Regions from separate parts of the Sparus aurata genome. Here region 2 is linked to region 1. Evidence: chromatin contacts called from public Hi-C data. All regions are on one chromosome and are shown on one strand. Each heading gives the region's core, a stretch centred on a gene start, on an enhancer-like site or on the middle of the called end of the contact. The rest is flanking DNA. Distances are from core to core; before and after follow the strand shown. Region 1 holds the start of ccdc43 (coiled-coil domain containing 43). Region 2 holds the start of apnl (actinoporin-like protein).

The links. Hi-C and Micro-C count contacts between places; a contact is called where the count stands out from the background.
Region 2: a contact with region 1 is called in a Hi-C map of skeletal muscle, with 4 times the contacts expected there. The contact joins the promoter of apnl here to the promoter of ccdc43 in region 1. A contact is called at or near these places in 2 of 2 Hi-C or Micro-C datasets (skeletal muscle and an unstated tissue).

The regions. Positions count from the first base shown.
Region 1 is chr23:22,251,832-22,255,329 of fSpaAur1.1, forward strand. ccdc43 (coiled-coil domain containing 43) reads right to left here and starts at 1,520. Exons shown (of 5, transcript XM_030407753.1): 1 at 1,308-1,520; 2 at 454-544. The coding sequence starts at 1,481. LOC115575572 (a long non-coding RNA gene) reads left to right here and starts at 1,557. Exons shown (of 4, transcript XR_003982692.1): 1 at 1,557-1,602.
Region 2 is chr23:22,393,819-22,397,098 of fSpaAur1.1, forward strand. It overlaps apnl (actinoporin-like protein), which reads left to right and starts at 1,425. Exons shown (of 3, transcript XM_030406408.1): 1 at 1,425-1,532; 2 at 2,054-2,179; 3 at 2,609-3,280. The coding sequence starts at 2,076. The coding sequence ends at 3,065. It overlaps LOC115574957 (bryoporin), which reads left to right. Exons shown (of 3, transcript XM_030406654.1): 3 at 91-604. The coding sequence ends at 520.

The sequences.
Region 1 (3,498 bases), core at 270-2,769:
TGAACTCTGCTCCCGACTCAAAGCAAACGATTTAAAACTCAAAAGAGCTCCTCTGTGTGTTTATCTGGTATAGAGGACTGACTCAGGAGCAAGCTGTCTTTGCTGTTTAGTCAAGAATTAAATGAGTTAACAAGCCTGCATGCTGTATTTGGCCCGCTGCCTTTCAAAATGCTTATATGAATTCTAATGTCTTTGTATATTTTGTGAAAGTTTCGACTGCAAGGTGTTTGATTTAGCTCTTTTCATTAGTTAAAGGTTGAAATATACCTGTATGTTACAGATTTGAATGTTTGAATCCTGCCAACCTTTCTGAATTATATTTCCAAGAGTAGCTGAGTTTGGATTTTTTTTTATTTATTTATTTTTTACTGTTGAGGTCTCTTTAGAAAAAAAAACAACAAAACATTTCAAAGAGATGTGATGAGTGTGGATAAATCAAAGTTACGTAAATACCATCAGCATTTTTTTGGGCTGCTAATCGGCTGCGATAATCTGTCCATTGCTTGATGATCTGTTTGCAGACATCTTCCATGGAGTCCTCATCCTGCACACAAAGCACAATTACTAATTAACAACAGCTCACTTTATGTACTCAACAAACCAGGTGAACAATGCTCTTACATCAACATGGCCTGTTAGCATTAAATGAGGCATAGTGACAGATGACAACCGCACCCACTGGATTCATTCACAGGCAGTACATGCTGCATATAGTGATCCAATATGTTTCGTCTACCAGAAGCTGGCAGAGGCTGCCAAATTGTACGAGGATATAAAAACAGCACACAAACAGTTGATGCATTATGTGAGTTATGTGAGCAGTAACTGTTATTCCCTGTTAAGCTAATAACAGCTGGTATACTGACAGTCTGCCAAAGCTCATCGTGGCATCTTGCTCTAAATACACAAATGGTTAACCCATTGGCAACACGTATCTGTAACACACAGCGCCTTGGATTTGCTGTTTTCTTTCGTGAAAACACAATAATTGTATTTATGATTAGGCACTGAGTCATATGTCGCCTGATGTCTGCCAGCGCTAAACAAGAGCACAGTAGAAACTACAAGTTCCAGATTTTTTAAATGGGACTTGGTGTGGCATGAGAGAACAGCCAACATCACTGCCTGTGGCGTCTGGACTGTAGTTGGAGAAATACTGCCGCGTTTAGCGTCTATAAAACCTTCCATAAATGACAGCTGACATCAGCACTGTCACTTTGTACCACCCGAGCCGACAAGACGGACAGCAACACATGAGAAAGCACAGCCTCGGTGGCTGAGCGGGACATGCCGCTTCAGATATTCACCAGAAATGCGGATAAAATCCCTTGAAGCGCATCTTCTTTCTCCTCGTCACTCTCCTCTTCTTGTAAGACCCCTAAAATGTACGCCCCATACACCTCGCGGTCCACTTCTAACGAGTCTAGACGATCATTTAGCCAGCTTTCAAACTCCCCGGCGTCTGTCACGGGCGCAGCCATCTTGGCCCTTTGGTGTCTTTCGGTGGCGCGCGGCTGTCCTTTGTCATTGCCTGTTCAAAAAGATGGGGAAAAGGAGGACTTAGCGCTTCGTTCAGTTTAAACTGCTATCGACGAGTTCCAGGTAACTGAATCATGTTGGCAGTCATAAAATGAGTTAATATAAAAAAGGATGACTCAATTGACAAACTTTTTGTAGTTGTCAGGTGCCTAAAAGGTCGAAGTAAAGCCTCTGTTAGTCAAGTTTGGGCTGAATTAAGCTATTAATGTAACGTTATATCTCCATTTAACAAAAAAAAACCAAACCCATCTCTCACTCAAAACAATGGGACAAAAAATATGTATCTCGCACTGAGAGTACAGTCAAGATTAATTAATTTTCTTCGACGGCAATCTTCAGCCAACAACATTTTATAACGTAAACTGGGTGTCAACTAACACTCAAAACAAAGGCACAACTAAGGTCTGTCATGCAACGTATGTTTTTTGGACGAGATATTGTCCCAGAAAAGTAGCCTGAATGATTTTATTGCCATTTTAATACCATTTTATGCCATTTCAGTAAGGTAATGATATGATGATATTATAGCATATTGATGCAAATAGGCAACACTCTTTCAAGAAGCAATGTACTCTTTTAATTCAGACATTTGATTGTAATTAAAAACAAACAATAAACAACAATATCACAAACAAATAAAATGTGAAAAAAGGTCTCAGGCAACAAAAAAAATGCATATAAATATACACACAGAATATCGGGGTCAGTAAAAATGATCAGGTTCACATAGATCTGTCATTAGGATAAGAAATGTGCAGTAAGATTTGTATAATAAGTTGATGAAGTAATTATTGACAGGCGATGCTAAAGAAGAAAATGCTAACACATGATTGTAAATTTGGAGAAAACAAGATGTAGCTATCGAAACGCTCCTTGCCATCTACCTTGAGTCTAATATTTTCACTTGAAATAGACAAAAAATCTTGTATGCACGATCCATCCATTCATCCATCATCTACATTTCTAAGCAGCTTGTATATTGTTTTGTTTGTCTCCTCCCTGTCTTCTGTGATCACTGCTCCCTCATACCAAATCACCACATCTACCCACATTGCCCCTGCAGGGTTAATCTGAGAAACGAAAGTTCATTAGTTGCAAAGACAAGCTAATTACAGCTTGCAGTTCAGGAACACAGGTCTTGTCACTGCCATTTGTTTAAAAGTGGCTGTGATAACTCCGTCATGCTGCTAGACTGGCTTGTTGAATTAATTTCTGCAGCCAAAATTCCAATCAGTGCTAAATGCTCAGCGTTGGCAGTCACATACAGTAAATGCCCTGGGAGACTGCCACAAATCCCGAAGTTCTTGATTGAAAATTAATGTTCGATTGTCCCACAGTTTACAGAAGTAGTCGTGCACTCCCTCGAAGGCATGCCAGTAGACTGGTATAATTGAAATGCTGATTTAAAAAATAACTGGCTATTCTGTTTGAATTCAGTGGGCAGCCGGCCCGTCAAACAGACTTTGGCAGAATATTGTCATTATCACAAGGAACCAAAATACAGAACAGAATAATTCCACCATGAAGAATTATTTGATGAATAATTTGTATGATCGTAAACATTTGCGCTGGTTGTTGTAATGCATTATTGGTACTGAGGTTGAGTGAGACATAAGTATAAGTCACATTTTGTTTCAGATTTACCTGTAAGTTTTGCATTACTGATGTTTTGCCTGTGCAAACAGAGGAACAGATGTAATACAGATGTGAATAGAATAAACAAGTGTGACATTCTGCTTTTGGCCTCTGGGTGGAAGTAGAGGACACAGATTTGTTTGCGCCTGTCATGGCAGAGTCAGAGGATACAGCTGACTCTTGGATTTAGGTGCATGGCAGTAGTTTGGAGCTTATTTGGTTTTTGATTCATTGCAAATTGCTCCATGCATGCGTGCTAGACTCCGTTTGTTAAAGTATAGTTGTAAGCAGAGCCGTTGAGCAAGAAAATGCCCTGCCAGCTGT
Region 2 (3,280 bases), core at 175-2,674, 140 kb after region 1:
GTTCTTTCATCAAAAAGTCTAGCAAGTGTGACATAAAAGTTATCAAGTGATTGTCAGTGATGGTGAGGATTTGTCTCCTCTCCTTTACAGGGTGTACATGTCAAGTGGCTTCTGTCACCACCCGCCCCAGCCCACGGTTCGCACCTCCAAGACCGAAGTCTGCTCCTTCACCAAGGACGACAACACCGCCACGGGCGCAGTTGGCCTGCTGACCTACGACCTGTTCCATATGAAGAGCCGGGTTTGCTCCGACCGCATGGCCATCATGTTCTCTGTGCCTTTTGACCACAACTTGTACAAGAACCGGCTGGCTGTGGGTGTGGTTGAGCAATCCCGTGACTGCGACAAACACCTGTATGACCAGCTGTACGATGGGAAAGACCTCAGTAACTTCACCCGCTCTGAGCAACACGGCGCTGGGCTTTTATATAGAGCTACATATGTCGATTTGAGGGCCACGATGTCCAGTGTCGGCAAAGCCATTGTGAAAGTGGAGCTCTACGACAAAATGGGTCGTTAAGTGTAGAAAAGTCTGCTGGTGTTCTGCCTCTTCACGTTGTTGCTTGTGTACTCAACAGAATAAATAAACTTAATTTGATCTGAACACTGTTGCGTGTTGTCATTCAGAGAAACATCCAGAGGACAGGAAGACTGATTCTGCTGTCATCTGTAATTCCTGTCCGCTGAAAGATATCAATATCTGACAGCCAGCTCATTGATTCTCCATTAGCTTATTTCTTGGGCTTATGTATATTCTACACCCTCTTTTTTCTTTGATTATGGTAATAACACATTCAGACCCAAAGCGTGTTGCTTTGTTGAGTGGGATATGTTTTCACTCAGTATGCTTTCATTATTACTGATGAACAGTAATCATTTTTTAATCTCTTAGCGGGATCCATCCAATTCTAATGAGCAGCAACAGATGGAATATCTGCATAGATGTTTTTTTAATCGGCATGATAACAATATTGGTCTTCGCTGGCTGTGAGATTCTCCGTCTTGCACCGAAGTGTGTGGATTTTTTTTCTGTGGTATTTGGCATCCAGGAGGTTCAACAAAAGACAGGAAAAAAGTAGCTCCACAGATCCCTGTCTTAACTTGTTTAGTTTGCCTTTGACTCTGTTGCACAATGCCACAGCATTTGCGACTCCCAGACCACATCTTTCAATCTGGTAGACATTCATCTACCCACAGTCCTGTAGGAGTGGGCTTAGTGAAAGATCTCAGCTTACCTAACAGGTCGGGATCCAATTGGAATCTGCTGTAAACTGTTCCACAGACTAGGGTGTGGCAGTTTCATCCCACAGGGAAAAATACAGAAGTATTTGTTCTCAAAGGGGCTTTGTGTTGACGACAAATGTGTGTTGAAAGAGGGTGTGTACTGTCGAATAGGGGTTGTGTTGCAAGTGGGAGGGTTTCCTGGTTGATGGCATGCATCCTGTTTAAAAAAAAAAAAACTACCGGCACCTCCCTTTCAGCTAACTTTTCCCACTTTTGGATTTGGCAGCACCAGCACAGGTTCTCAGCAGGTAAGTCCCTTGAAGCATTTTGGCTGAAAGAAATTAGAATATTAAACTGATTTTACAGAAAGCAGTACACAGAATGGCTCATTAGCTTGTGACTCTAAAAGAAAAAAAGCAATTTGTAGCGGCAGAGCCTGATGGAGCATTTGTTTGATTTGTATCTTATATCTGTTGATAAAACGGCTGCTCATTTTCTCGAGTGTTTTCACTCTAACTTCATTATTGAGTGCTACTTAATGCTGTAATTGAAGAGGTGCACTCTCTAATGAGCCAAAGAGAGTCTGCAGCTATTCTCTGATTGTTCACAACTGTTCTGAAATCTCATTAGCCTCTGAAATGCATCATTCATACCCAGCTCCATTCAGTGTAATGCCAACACAGGTCAGAGGGATATTTTTTGTTGTAATGTATCTCATGACTCCCTGTGTGTTTGGGCGTGGAGGGAAGTGCTTTTCACAGCTGCTGTTAGGTTGTTCGGTTCAGCTGGTTAACATCTAAATTACCTTTTTTTTTTTTTTTTTTACAAGAGGATCACACAGCCGTTCCAACATGACAGAGTCAGCTGAAGCCATTGCAGCTGATGTGGACAGGAAGAGAAGTGTCGTCATTGAAATCTCAAATATCACGAACAACTACTGCCTCCTTAACCCCAGGTGAGCCCAGCCCAGCCCCTGCTTACCACAGATATGGATATATTGAAACATTTCTTTTTGTTGCAACTTCAAGTCAAATTTTTTATTTCATGTCTGACACCTCTGTGCATGTGGTCTGGTTAGGTTAAGGCACAAAAACCAGGAATGCTAGGGTTAGGGACAGATCATGTTTTGGCTTAAAATACCTGCTTCTTTCCACCACAATACAGCTGGAAAATATCCAACATCTCATAAAGTGGTTCTGTTGTTTACAATGTCTCCAACAGTGGTCTATGCTTGACTGCCAACTCACCTAGCTGTCATGCCACCACATGAAAGACAGCTTATTATCAGAATGTGACATGACATGTATCATTCTGGCTTGTTTGAAACATAAAGATCCAAATAAGTATATATGTGTGTAACATACGCTTCCTCTGTTCCGGTTAGGGTGTACCTTGAAAATGGCGAGACATACAACCCACCTCAACCCACCGTGCGCCCTCTGATGACGGAGGTCTGCACTTTCACCAAGTCCAGCGGCAAAGCCACCGGCAGCATTGGTGTGCTGACCTACGACCTCTTCGAGAGGACGCAGAACGACTACATTGAGTCTCTGGCCATCATGTTCTCAGTTCCCTGGGACTACAACCTGTACAAGAACTGGTTCGCGGTGGGCATCTATGAAAAGGGCCGTGAATGCGATAAGGCTTTGTACAAAGAATTGTACTATGAGAAAAACCAGAAAGAGCATGGGTTTGTCAGGGAGGAAGCCACGGGGTCAGGAATCAATTATGTGGGCAACTACTTAGATGTAAAGGCCACCATGAGTCCATTGGAAAACGCCATCTTGAAGGTGGAGTTGTGGGATAAGCTTTTCACACCCATGGGCCAGCAGGCATTCTAGAAATCCCTCCTAAACTGTATATCTGTCACGAAACCCCACAGCAGAATTCATCCCTCCACATCCAGCTTTTACCTGGCAGACTGCTTCTAATACAGTCAACACGCATGATTTCACAGATGTATTGTTGCTGACATGTGTCTGTATGCCTGCGTATTACCCCTCAGGAAATCTGCTTACCATCAGAGTTTAGTTTGTTTATAAATCCGGGCAGCAAT